3 separate regions of the Zea mays genome follow, and regions 1 and 2 are each linked to region 3. Evidence: chromatin contacts called from public Hi-C data. All regions are on one chromosome and are shown on one strand. The core of a region is the stretch at or near the end of the contact, and the rest is flanking DNA. Distances in the headings are between cores, read along the strand shown. Region 1 has its middle 140 kb from the start of LOC103650422. Region 2 holds the start of LOC103650429 (E3 ubiquitin-protein ligase UPL1). Region 3 holds the start of LOC103650422 (U-box domain-containing protein 43).

Region 1 (3,800 bases), core at 431-2,930, 140 kb before region 3:
GTGTGTTATTTGTCGCTCTTGTCGCTTGGCCTTTTCAATCGTGCTTTCTTGATTCTTTCATTGCGATCAAACTCACTTGTAATTGAGGCAAGAGACACCAATCTTGTGGTGATCCTTGTAGGAACTTTGTGTTCCAAGTGATTGAGAAGAGAAAGCTCACTCGGTCCGAGGGACCGTTTGAGAGAGGGAAGGGTTGAAAGAGACCCGGCCTTTGTGGCCTCCTCAACGGGGAGTAGGTTTGCGAGAACCGAACCTCGGTAAAACAAATTCGCGTGTCACACTTCTTATTTGCTTGCGACTTGTTTTTGACCCTCTCTCGGACTCAATTATATTTCTAACGCTAACCCGGCTTGTAGTTGTGATTAACTTTGTAAATTTCAGTTTCGCCCTATTCACCCCCCCTCTAGGCGACTATCACCATCCTCCTCCACAATTCGGTATCCCTCTTACAAATTCTATTACCCATGTAGACTTGGCTGACTCAAAAGTAATTGATGCTTTGTGTGATCAAACAGAATCTATTACAAGCTCAACAATGCATGAAACACCAAGCTAACAAAGGTCGTACAGAGCTCGAGTTCTATATGGATGACTTTGTCTACATCAGGCTTCAACCTTACATTCAGGGGTCTGTGGCTACCAGAGCATGCCACAAGCTTAGTTTCAAGTTCTTTGGTCCTCTTGAGATTGTCTAGAAAGTTGGCAAGGTGGTGTATAAGCTGTGCCTCTTGGATTTCGTAGTCGTTCACCTGGTGTTCCCTGTGTTCCTAGCTAAAACCAAGCCTCCACCCTCCTAGTAGGTGAGTCCTACCATTCCAACGACTGATCTTGCTCTTCAATAACCTGCACATATATTGGATCGTAGGACTGTCTCACGTGATGGCTCCTCTATCGATCAGGTCCTGGTATGTTGGACCGGGCTAGACGCTGGTTCGACGTCTTGGGAGGACGAGGCTGCGCTCAAGCTCATGTTCCCTGCCGCGGTCTCTTTGGGCAAGCACCATCTCAAGGAGGGGATGTCAGCTCCCCTGCATCAGGAGAACAAGCAGCACACGAAAGGACTCCAGCAGTATCAGGATGGTGTGAACGCAGCCTAATGTCCGTTACACGGGCCCCGAGCGGCACTAGTGATGAGCTAGGATTGTGTAAAGCCCAAAATTTGGTAAATAATAATAATAAAATAAAGAAATAAGAATACTAATGATAATGGTTCTAGATTTTTTTTGAAACCTTTGGAATATAGTAGGACATATCCTCTTCATAATCAATTGAGAATACTAAATTAGTTAAATGACTAATAAATAGATAAAGGAAGGTTGATCTCTTGAAGATAATTTTGGTGATACATTTCCTGGAAAAGAAAATTTTAATTAAGACATTTATTCCTCCCATAAATAAATAATAAGGAAAAGAATAAAAAAATATTATAATAAACAGTAAGGTTTATATTCACAGTAGTATTAATTTTGACACTTGGAATCTGAAATTCAAAATAGGGATTTGAATTTAGTTTGAATACTTAGAAAGTAAAGCAGAAATTATAAAAGAAAAAAGAAGTCAGGAAACCACACCTGGGCCTAATCTGTCGCGCCGGCCCAAGAAGCACAGGCCTTATACTGCCCGCGCGGCCCAGCTAGAGGTGGGCGCCGACATGTGGGACCCGCATGTCATCAGCCCACGTTCCCTCACGTCTATGCCACTCACCGCACGGCACACCATTCCCTAAGACGCTTACACGTGGGGCCTCGCGGTCAGGTCCTTCTTCCCCGTTTTCTCGCAACGAAGCACGGGAGACCCGGGCCGAGAACCCAGTCTTCGTTCCCCCCATTCTCGGGCCGTTGCGGAGCCCTCGCGGGTATAAATAGCGGGCGTCGCTATCCTCTTGTGCATCCATCCTATCTAGCCGTGCCCTGGTGAACCCCGTCGCCGAGCACCGCCATGGGCGGGAGCGAGGAATTGGCCGCCGCGGTCGCTCCCTCCACGACCATCATCCAGGGCATGAGCATGACTCGTAGAGCTTCGCTGCGGCACCAGGAACCGGGGCGCAACCGTATTTGGGTGTGAAGTCCACCTGTGCGCTGTGAATTTCTCGCCGATGGAGGTCTTCCGTCGCCGCGACGCCTTCACCGTGGCCATGACAACCTGTGCCACAATCATCGATAAGAAGCTGGGACTTGATTTATGTTGGACCTTAACGTTGTGTAGTAGTTTTCGGTGAGGTTTGTGCGCCGAGTCATCGGGCGGCCGTACTCCGGCAATGGCACCGCCGTGCCGCCCCGTTTAACTGGGTCGCGCAACCTAGAAGAGAGTGGTTGATGGGAGTCTCGCAAGAATCATTGATCTAGCCAACAACGGCGGCGATTACCGGGAAGAATACCCCTTCGCGGTTGCTCTTTTACTTAAGCGACCCTGTACTTTAGGAAAACTAACCCGCAATCCATCAGTATATAAAGATCAGTGCATATAGGTCCCTAAATTTGCATTATAACCCCTGGTCTTACATAAATTAGTAGCCGCGATCCCTGGATTTCTGGAAATTGAGGAATTAAATTAGAAAATGACTTTTTAGTACAAAAATAAATCTTGAAACTTGTTTAACTCATATTTAATCCATTTTAACTCCGATTTGAGCCATTCAAAATGTGTTAGTTTCGTATAAATATTTACTACGCAGTAACAACATTAATTATACCATGTTCCATACTTTTATAGTTAGATATTTAATTATCCTATGTCTACTAGATTAACTTTCTAAACCAAAGCTAACCTATCCATAATTATAATTTGGTTAAAATATGATCTCTAGTCAAGTTATAATTAAGATTAAGGTTGAGTTAATTATTCATAGAATACTCTCTCATATGGTGTATACTAATCAATATATAATATAGTTTAATATTTGGACCACATAGATCTCCCATAAATTATAACTCTGTAACCATAACTCTGATCTTGGTGGTCCTCGATCCCACGATCTCATAGCAACGCATAGATTATTATTATTATGCAGTTTGTTCTTATGTTTGGTGTGATATAATTATGCCTATACCATGTTTGTTTGTATTGCTACGTTTAGAGTGAGGTCACGAGTCACCTGAAGAGCAAGTTGGTACCTGGAATCAAGTCCCAGGAAAGTTGTGCCCTTGACCACTATTATTACCCAATAATGTTCTTTATAATCATTTATTCATGCATAGGTTTAATTTTGATGGGACCCAATAGGTTGCCCTAGTCTGTGTTGGGGACTTGTTCTCAAATGCTTCGAATTAAGAACAAGGCAACACAAAGATGTTAAGTATAAATGCCCTTCGTCCGCTGAAGCATTATCTCCCCAAGGATTTAATGAGCTTCGGACGAAGGTTATAAGTAAAATATCACGAAGGTTTCACCTTCGTGATCATATTTGTAAGACAACAATGAAAAATGAAATATAAAGTATAAAATATATTCACATGTTTTATTATGTGAATATACAAGTATTAAAACATAATATTTAGTCACATTTATACCTTCGCCTTAACGGAAAGCAATAATTCAAGCGTGACGTGTCAGTGATTACAGGATCGCGTGAACAGTGTCGGGATACTGTTCACCTATTTATAGGCACAGGATGCAACCTGCGCAAAATTACATTTATGTCCTTTACTTGACTACAATAATGACACAAAACATCATGGGTCTTTAAGTCAATTCATCTTTAAGTCGGTTCAACCCTTCATCTTGAGATTTGTCTTTGTGCCGAAGCTCTATAGATAATAGCTTCGGCGCTTGCTTCTGAAAAGACCTTTCGAAGGTGTTCT
Region 2 (3,468 bases), core at 378-2,877, 210 kb after region 3:
GGAAAAGGTCAAGGTTTAGCGAAGGGAAAAAGAAAAGGGAAAGGTAACGCCCGAATTTTGGCGAGTAAAGAAAAGAAAAAATTCAACTGCAAAATTCGGGGCGTTACATATTTATAGCCCCCAACCACCAAAACAACCGTTGGCTGCTGTCGATGGGCGCACCGGACAGTCCGGTACGCCACCGGACACTGTTCGGTGCACCAGCCACGTCACCCAACCGTTAGGGTTCGGACGCAGACGACCGTTGGAGCTTTGTCTTCTAGTGACACCGGACAGGCACTGTTCACTGCCCGGTGCGCCTCTGACTTCTGTTCTGACTTCTGTCGCGTACTATAGCACTGTCAGGGCACTATGCAGTCGACCGTTGTGCTGGAGAGCCGTTGCTTTGCTTGGTGCATCGGACAGTCCGGTGGCACACCGGACAGTCCGGTTGCACACCGGACAGTCCGGTAAATCATAGCGGAGTGGCGCTGGAGAAACCCGAAGGTGGCTAGTTCAGAGTTGTACGGTCCTGGTGCACCGAACACTGTCAGGTGGCACACCGGACAGTCCGGTGCGCCAGACTAGGGCACACTTGGGTTTCTTTGCTCCTTTCTTTTTGAACCCTTTCTTTAATCTTTTTATTGGTTTTTGTTGAACCTTTATGCACCTATAGAATATATAATCTAGAGTAAACTAGTTAGTCCAATTATTTGTGTTGGGCATTCAACCACCAAAATTATTTATAGGAAAAGGTTAAACCCTATTTCCCTTTCAATAAGTAAATACCAACCCAATTAAGTAGTAGAACAAAAGTAATAACAACATCTGCGATACAATGCATATGACAAATTGAATTTAGTTCCATAAATTAATCATGTCAGTGTCCGAGCTGCTCATGACCATGAGCACGACTAGTATACCAGTTTTACACTCTTAGAGGTTGCACATCTTTACCCACAAGTCATGTTACCCATCTGCCAAGAGACAGCCGATCCCATACACCTCTACCGAGGAGGCGAGGCAGGGTAACACTACGAGACCTTTACAAAGTTCCACTAGCTTCAGAAAACCCGCTACAGTTTATAGGAAGCTCCAATGCAGGGACCCCTCGCCTGACCGCCATCGTAGCAAAACCAACCCAATGACCTCCCTACACTGACCACTCCTCTACTGCCCTTGCACCTTTCGGGTAAGGTAGTCCTCCACTAGCTTTCCTAATTAGTCAGCCAAGGGCGTCTCATACCACCCTTGTGGTAGCATTGTTTTCCCGGGTGGTTCTCCATGTTCCAATTAACATAATGATCTTAACATGAACAATAAATAACAACTGATAATAAAAATATAATCATGAATAATATGTATCTTTATACCCAAAACCACATAAAAGCAATAGTAGGTACTACCCCAAATTTTGTGGTAAACAAGATATAAAGATAGTCAAACTAGGGTAACATATTGAGTCCCATCAGAATTAATTTATGCAGATCATTATGATTAATCAGAACATGACTAGATAAAAAGAAGTGATAAAGGGCACAACTTGTCTAGGACTTGAGATTCCAGCTTCTATGATGATCTTCAGATGCAGCTTATATTAAAAATCAATTTCTAATATTAATTTCCCATCTTATTCGAGAGCCTCGTCGTCCCTCACGCGCTGTGCCCGTGACCTACCGCGCCAAGTGCGCATCCTTTCACTTCACCAGAAAAAAAAGCGACACCACCCGGCCCCAAACAACAATCACAACCCTCTCTCTCCCTCTCCTTCACGTAGCCGCCTCTGAATCCCCACCTCTCTGCTCTCCCGTCGGCCTCCTCCGCGACCGATGTGTGTGCCCCGCCGCCGGCCCAAAACACTAGAGGTACGCGCGCGCCCAGCCTCCCGCCGCCCGCGCTTCCCGACCCTGGTGGGCGGCGGTTGGACCTGGCGTCCTAGGGTTTTCGCGGGATTTTTAGCGGTGATTCTTGTCCTGTTTACACTGATGGGTTCTGGTGGTTTTTTTTTTCTGCAGGTGACGAGCAGGTAAGGGGTTCCGATCGGAGATGGCGGCGGCGGCGGCCGCACATAGAGCCAGCTTCCCGTTGCGCCTGCAGCAGATCCTTGCTGGAAGCCGCGCTGTCTCACCTGCGATCAAGGTCGAGTCTGAGCCGGTGAGTCCCCTGTTCTCTTCCCCGCCCCCTCGCATCCGGGCTGCTTTGATTGCCGCCTTCGTTCTAGGGTTTTGATAGTGAACGGGCGTGTGCGTATGCGACTTGCCTTTCGTGGTTTTGGATAAAACTTATCGTCTATTGGTATATCAGTTAGGGTTTAGTTTCTCTGTTGTGGGCTTGCTTGTGAATTGTGATCTCTCAGGATTGATGGCTAGTTCTGTTTGAAGGGGTGCTAGGTGGCGATGGTAGAATCTCTATTACTTTAGCCCTGTTTGGAACAACAATTTTTTTTCTTTAGAGCTTTTCTGGCTGGCTAGAGAATCATCTTGAATCTAAGTTTTTGGCAACACTGATTCTCCTGAAGAAATTGTTTGTCATGAGTGTGATGACCCCTAGTGCTGATGATGACTTGCTTGGTTGATGAATAAGCGCCTACATCAATCAAACCAATAATACTATATGTTTTCCTTTAAAGTGAAAATAGTACAATTTTGCATACCAATACAACATGACATGAATTAATTTGGAATTGTCACTCACGTGATATTTCTTTACACGGAATATAATCTCAGCAACTTCACAAGAAAAAAAAAAAATCAGATTTAAAGGGATTAAAACTCGAATTAAGCCATCAAATAACAATTGTAGCTCCTTTCATTCTCAAGCTGTGTGTGTCAATACTTAAAACAATTGGTAGGACCTAAAAAACATAACAAATTCACATGTCAATAGCTTCATATTCTTATGCAAGATGTTAGAACTGGAATAGATCATACTGTTTCTTGCTCGTCCCAGTAATCATCACCAACAATAGTGCTACCACTTGTAGGATCTCTTGAGGCCACAGACATTCAAATTCATTCTCTTCCATGTTCCATAGTTGTATCTCAAGGACTTCCATCTAGTTCTAAAATGCAGGTGACAATAGTTCTTATTTATGCGTGCATTGAATTTGGCCTCCAGGTTGGAGAACTCAACTGTGTTCAGACATCTCCCAAATCAAATATTATGGGCAACTACTTCTAGGCAAACATCTATGAAAGTAGTCTTGGCCTGCATCCTACATAGCTTTGCTGTTTTCCATCTACAATTTTATACTGCAAGAAATTATTTTGTCTCTCTTATATCAGTAGCACACAGTAGGATGGAGAGGAGAAATATATGCATATGAATACAGCAGTACGTAAACTTATTTCCAAACCACAAACCCAATAATGCACAGATCCAATCATTAGATGGTTTATCAAGCATCGCTGGCACCCAAGGTTACAAAAGGTGCTAGGCGCTCTCTAGGCGGTGGCTCTCTCCTAGAGCTTACGCGAGCCTAGGTGCGCC
Region 3 (3,985 bases), core at 927-3,426:
TCCCGACCGCAGACGTGCATCTGCGATCAGGAGAGCAGGTCTCAGGAACCCTTCGCTCTCGAGATCCTGCACCGGGAGAGGGCGAATAAGGTTTTTAGGAAGCGTCCTCACACGACTGCTCGTGATCTTTTGACCTCGTCGACCCTGCTGATTTCGCTGCTTCGACGTCGTCAGCCCTGCTGATTCCGGCCCGCGCCATCTATCAGTATGTCCGATCAGTACGCATCACCTAATTTGACTCTTTATTTCAGTTCTTCTGATTTGGTTATGATTTATATTCGGAATTTAATCTGAAAATTGTCTAATTATTCAACAGAAATCTGGTTGGCTAGTTAAAAACAACACTTAGACCACTAGGCTAACTGTTCTTTTGTGTTTTTAGGGTGTGTCGTGATCCATAAAGACTACCCATTTAAACTCTACCAGCAGCGCACGTCGTCTATTAACACTTGGCTAGTTCTGCCATCTGTTTATGGCGAGAGGAAGCAACTTGCTTAAGGGTCAACAGCTTCCATTCACATAAGTACGATGCATATAAGAGCGCCACCAGATGCTATCGCTGCTGCTCAAAAAGTTAAAGCCCTCCCGAGTCAGGTACTCTACGCTTTTCAGTTTTCACATATAGGAGGAGTATCTGGGAGTTACTAAGAACCATAACATGTACTTATATAGCTGAGCACTTATATGGAAGACAACGACTCGATCAGCAACCAGAAGAGCCTGGTTAAGAATCGAATAAAGTGATCTTAATGTAACCTTACATTATTTCAAATTTTAGTTCTACGTTACTACTAATGATACATACGAGTAAAACTTTCTTTCACCAGTTCATATGTTGAAGCAGAAGCAGGATGGCTGGCCAGAGGAGCCTTGACACCTAGTGAAGTCTGAGATATGTACGTAAGCTCATGTCTTAGCGGCGGCGACTGTAAGGATATTCTAGTCATATTCGTTGCTGATACTAACTCGTCAGGTATGTAAAATAACGAGTGGGATGCTCAGATCCATTTTTACCGGTGTTATGAGTAGTGACCTGTTTTAAAAAGCGACACTCTAGGATGATCCATTTTAACAATTTTCACTCGAAAAAATGAACTAAAAAAATCATGTCATCTTGAGTCAGGTTGATCGACTCACTGTGTAGTCTCAACAATCCTTTTCCCGCCACAGGGTACGCGGAAACAAGCTTTTCGCTTCGGATCAAAGCCAGCTGTTTGAACTGCTGCAACTGCAATTCATAAAGATAAAATATTATAGAAGTATTAGAAGTCGGTATAGATTAAAGCTAAACGAACCAGTAGTGATTGATCAATCTGATCATATGAATCCACGCCTTCTACACCGCCTGTCTCTGCAGCCGCCTGTATGGATGTAAAATGGTTTGAAAAATATCCGTTCGAATCAAAATCCAAAGATGGTGAACACCGGTTCAGACATAATTTTCAGATATCCAAACATTTTTTCAATATCAGATATAAATATGAATATTTTATTTTGATATCAGATACAAATATAATATACCTGATATCCGTCGTATATCTAACCACTATCCGAACATCCAAACAAATGATAGACCTTACCCATAAAAATAATTTAATATTAAAAGGGCACCCACGTATAACCTGTCGTTAAGGGTCTTCTTATACTGTCTCGTAAGCTCCGCTCGCCAAGAACCTTAGGCACCACGTTTCTATTTCCTAGGCTCCATCGCAGCGTAGACGTAGGTTGGGCCGGCATCGCTAGGGTCTCCCAGGCTGCGAGCCTAAGTGCACTGTAGTATTTGTAATTTTTGGTTTGTAATTATTTTTCTTTTCTCTATGAACCCAAGCGTACTAGAGTCAAGACTGCACTTGCGGTGATTAACTTCTGGCTGCAATTAAATCGTGTGATGATTTTCTACATAAAGCAATTTAAAATACATAAACAGCCTAAACAACCATGATTTTCTAAAAAAGAAAATTTTGGTAACTTATAAGCTAAATAATTGGAACAACCATGATACGTGTAAAATAACACATTACACGGTATCCAATAAAATAATTCATTACTGATGATATCTATGTCCGACTAATTCTATATTTAATATATAGCTATCTATATTTCATCTGAAAATACCCGTGTTTGTCTGTGCATTCGAAGCTATTCGAATCTGAGTAAAAATATAAAAAGAATGGTTTCATCGCCGTCCCTAGCTGCCTGCCAGTGCAGTCCAGTGCTGGTGAGCCGCGTGCGGCCCGCGGGTTGCCTTCTTCTCTTGCTAGTTCACCCGTCACCAACTCGCTCCTCGCAGCAGCAGCGGACGAGCCCCTCTGCCCTCCCCTCTCGTCCCTCCAGGCGGCAGGCGCTAGCTCGACGTTCGGCCCCGCGGGCCGGATCCGTCGCCACAGATCCGCTGCCTCCTCCCCGAGTCCTGCCTGATCGGGTTTTTTCAGTTTTCCCCGTTCCCCGTGGGCCACTCGACCGGCCGACAGGGCGGAAAGGCTGCCCCGGCCGACAGGGCTGGTGGCAGTGAGTCCGCGCAGGCAAATTGAATTCCGGCGGCGAATCCCATCCTGTGGTCCTCTCTCGAGTCCTCCGCGTCTGCGCCTCCTCCATCTCGTCGCCGTTCTCGACGCCCGCGGATCCAACGGTCCAACACTGGGTTTGCCCAACAGCCCAAGGTATGTTAAGTGCAATTTGCAAACCTAGCTTGCTGGTTGCTGTTGTGCTCTACTGGACAGCACGGGTTGGGCTAGGATTTATGCAGTTTTTCCTGTTGGAATTGTTGATTCATTTTTCAATTGTTGATTTGTTGCAGATTTTTTTTTTTGCATTCAATGTATTGCGAGTACTTCTATTTATATTGCTACATTTTTAGCTGTTTTATACTTGTACTAGCTCGTGGTTTACTACGGTTGTTATATATCATATAAATATGTATTGAGGTATTTTGTTTATTTTTAAACACTAAGATATATATAGTCTGGTGGTTAGGGAGAACCAGTCGGGTTGGGTGGGGTGGGCCAAAATTAGGTTTTTAATATAATAGTATAGATGTATACGGAACTGTTTTGTTTTGGATTATATCCAATTATGTATTGGAGCACTGGTTTGGCATACCCTAAGTTAGTCTTGCTATAGAACCCTAAGTTAAAGCCCTGCTATAGCCGCTACCATTGTTTTTTTTGGTGATATTCATTTCATGGATCATGATACCACTTGGTTGATTCAATTTCCTTTTGTTCATTGTGGATATGGACATGAATCTCTGTTTTTCTCTTTGAAGTATTCATGTTCGTATGTGTTGCAATTATCCACCAACATGCTGCCTTGTTAACATAGAATCTCATAACTTGTTTGCTGTGTTTCACTAGTGATGGCAGACGTCCAGGAATGCCATTATGATTCAACGTCACAGGCCACTGACAGCTTGCATGTTGAGCCTATATATGAGTCGTTCCTATGCCCGCTTACCAAACAGGTTATGCGGGATCCTGTCTCTATTGACAGTGGTGTTACGTTTGAACGCGATGCCATTTTGAAGTACTTCAATGAATGTCTTAGCAGCAGAAGGAGGCTTGTCTGCCCTGTAACTAAGATGGAGCTCAGCAACACTGAGTTAAATCCAAGCATAGCTCTGAGGAACACTATTGATGAATGGATGAACCGCAATGAGGTGGCTAAACTTGACGTCGCTCGGAAGTCATTGACTTCTGATAGCACGGAAAGTGATATGGTACAAGCACTCCAGTATGTTGATGAGATATGTCAGAGAAGTCGATCCAGTAGGCAGGTTGTGAGAAGAGATGGGTTGATAATCATGATTGCTGACTTGTTGAAGAAAAGCAGTACGAAAGTACGGCAAATGGCACTAGAGACTCTTCGCTCCATCGCAAAAGATGACAATGACAATAAGGTTCTTTTCTTGATGCTTAATTTGTTAGCAGAACTTAACTTTGTAATATCTTTTGATGCTTCCGGTCTTTTGATGCTTCCGGTCTTAACT

Evidence for each region. A called contact is a pair of places that touch in the nucleus more often than the background predicts.
Region 1: a contact with region 3 is called in a Hi-C map of ear, with 1.8 times the contacts expected there. The contact joins the enhancer-like site here to the promoter of LOC103650422 in region 3. A contact is called at or near these places in 2 of 25 Hi-C or Micro-C datasets (ear and tassel).
Region 2: a contact with region 3 is called in a Hi-C map of tassel, with 5 times the contacts expected there. The contact joins the promoter of LOC103650429 here to the promoter of LOC103650422 in region 3. A contact is called at or near these places in 7 of 25 Hi-C or Micro-C datasets (bundle sheath, ear, endosperm and 3 more).

The regions. Positions count from the first base shown.
Region 1 is chr3:98,382,726-98,386,525 of Zm-B73-REFERENCE-NAM-5.0, forward strand. No RefSeq gene overlaps it. Among protein-coding and RNA genes, the nearest start is that of LOC103650422, 140 kb to the right of the region's middle. Within about 2 kb of position 1,681, at least 18 of the 20 cell types and tissues checked have an H3K27ac peak or open chromatin away from gene starts, as enhancers often do. A contact at or near this core is called in ear and tassel, where this site is marked.
Region 2 is chr3:98,731,283-98,734,750 of Zm-B73-REFERENCE-NAM-5.0, forward strand. It overlaps LOC103650429 (E3 ubiquitin-protein ligase UPL1), which reads left to right and starts at 1,628. Exons shown (of 17, transcript XM_008675998.4): 1 at 1,628-1,844; 2 at 1,995-2,133. The coding sequence starts at 2,026.
Region 3 is chr3:98,518,968-98,522,952 of Zm-B73-REFERENCE-NAM-5.0, forward strand. It overlaps LOC103650422 (U-box domain-containing protein 43), which reads left to right and starts at 2,177. Exons shown (of 4, transcript XM_008675994.4): 1 at 2,177-2,660; 2 at 3,354-3,895. The coding sequence starts at 3,356.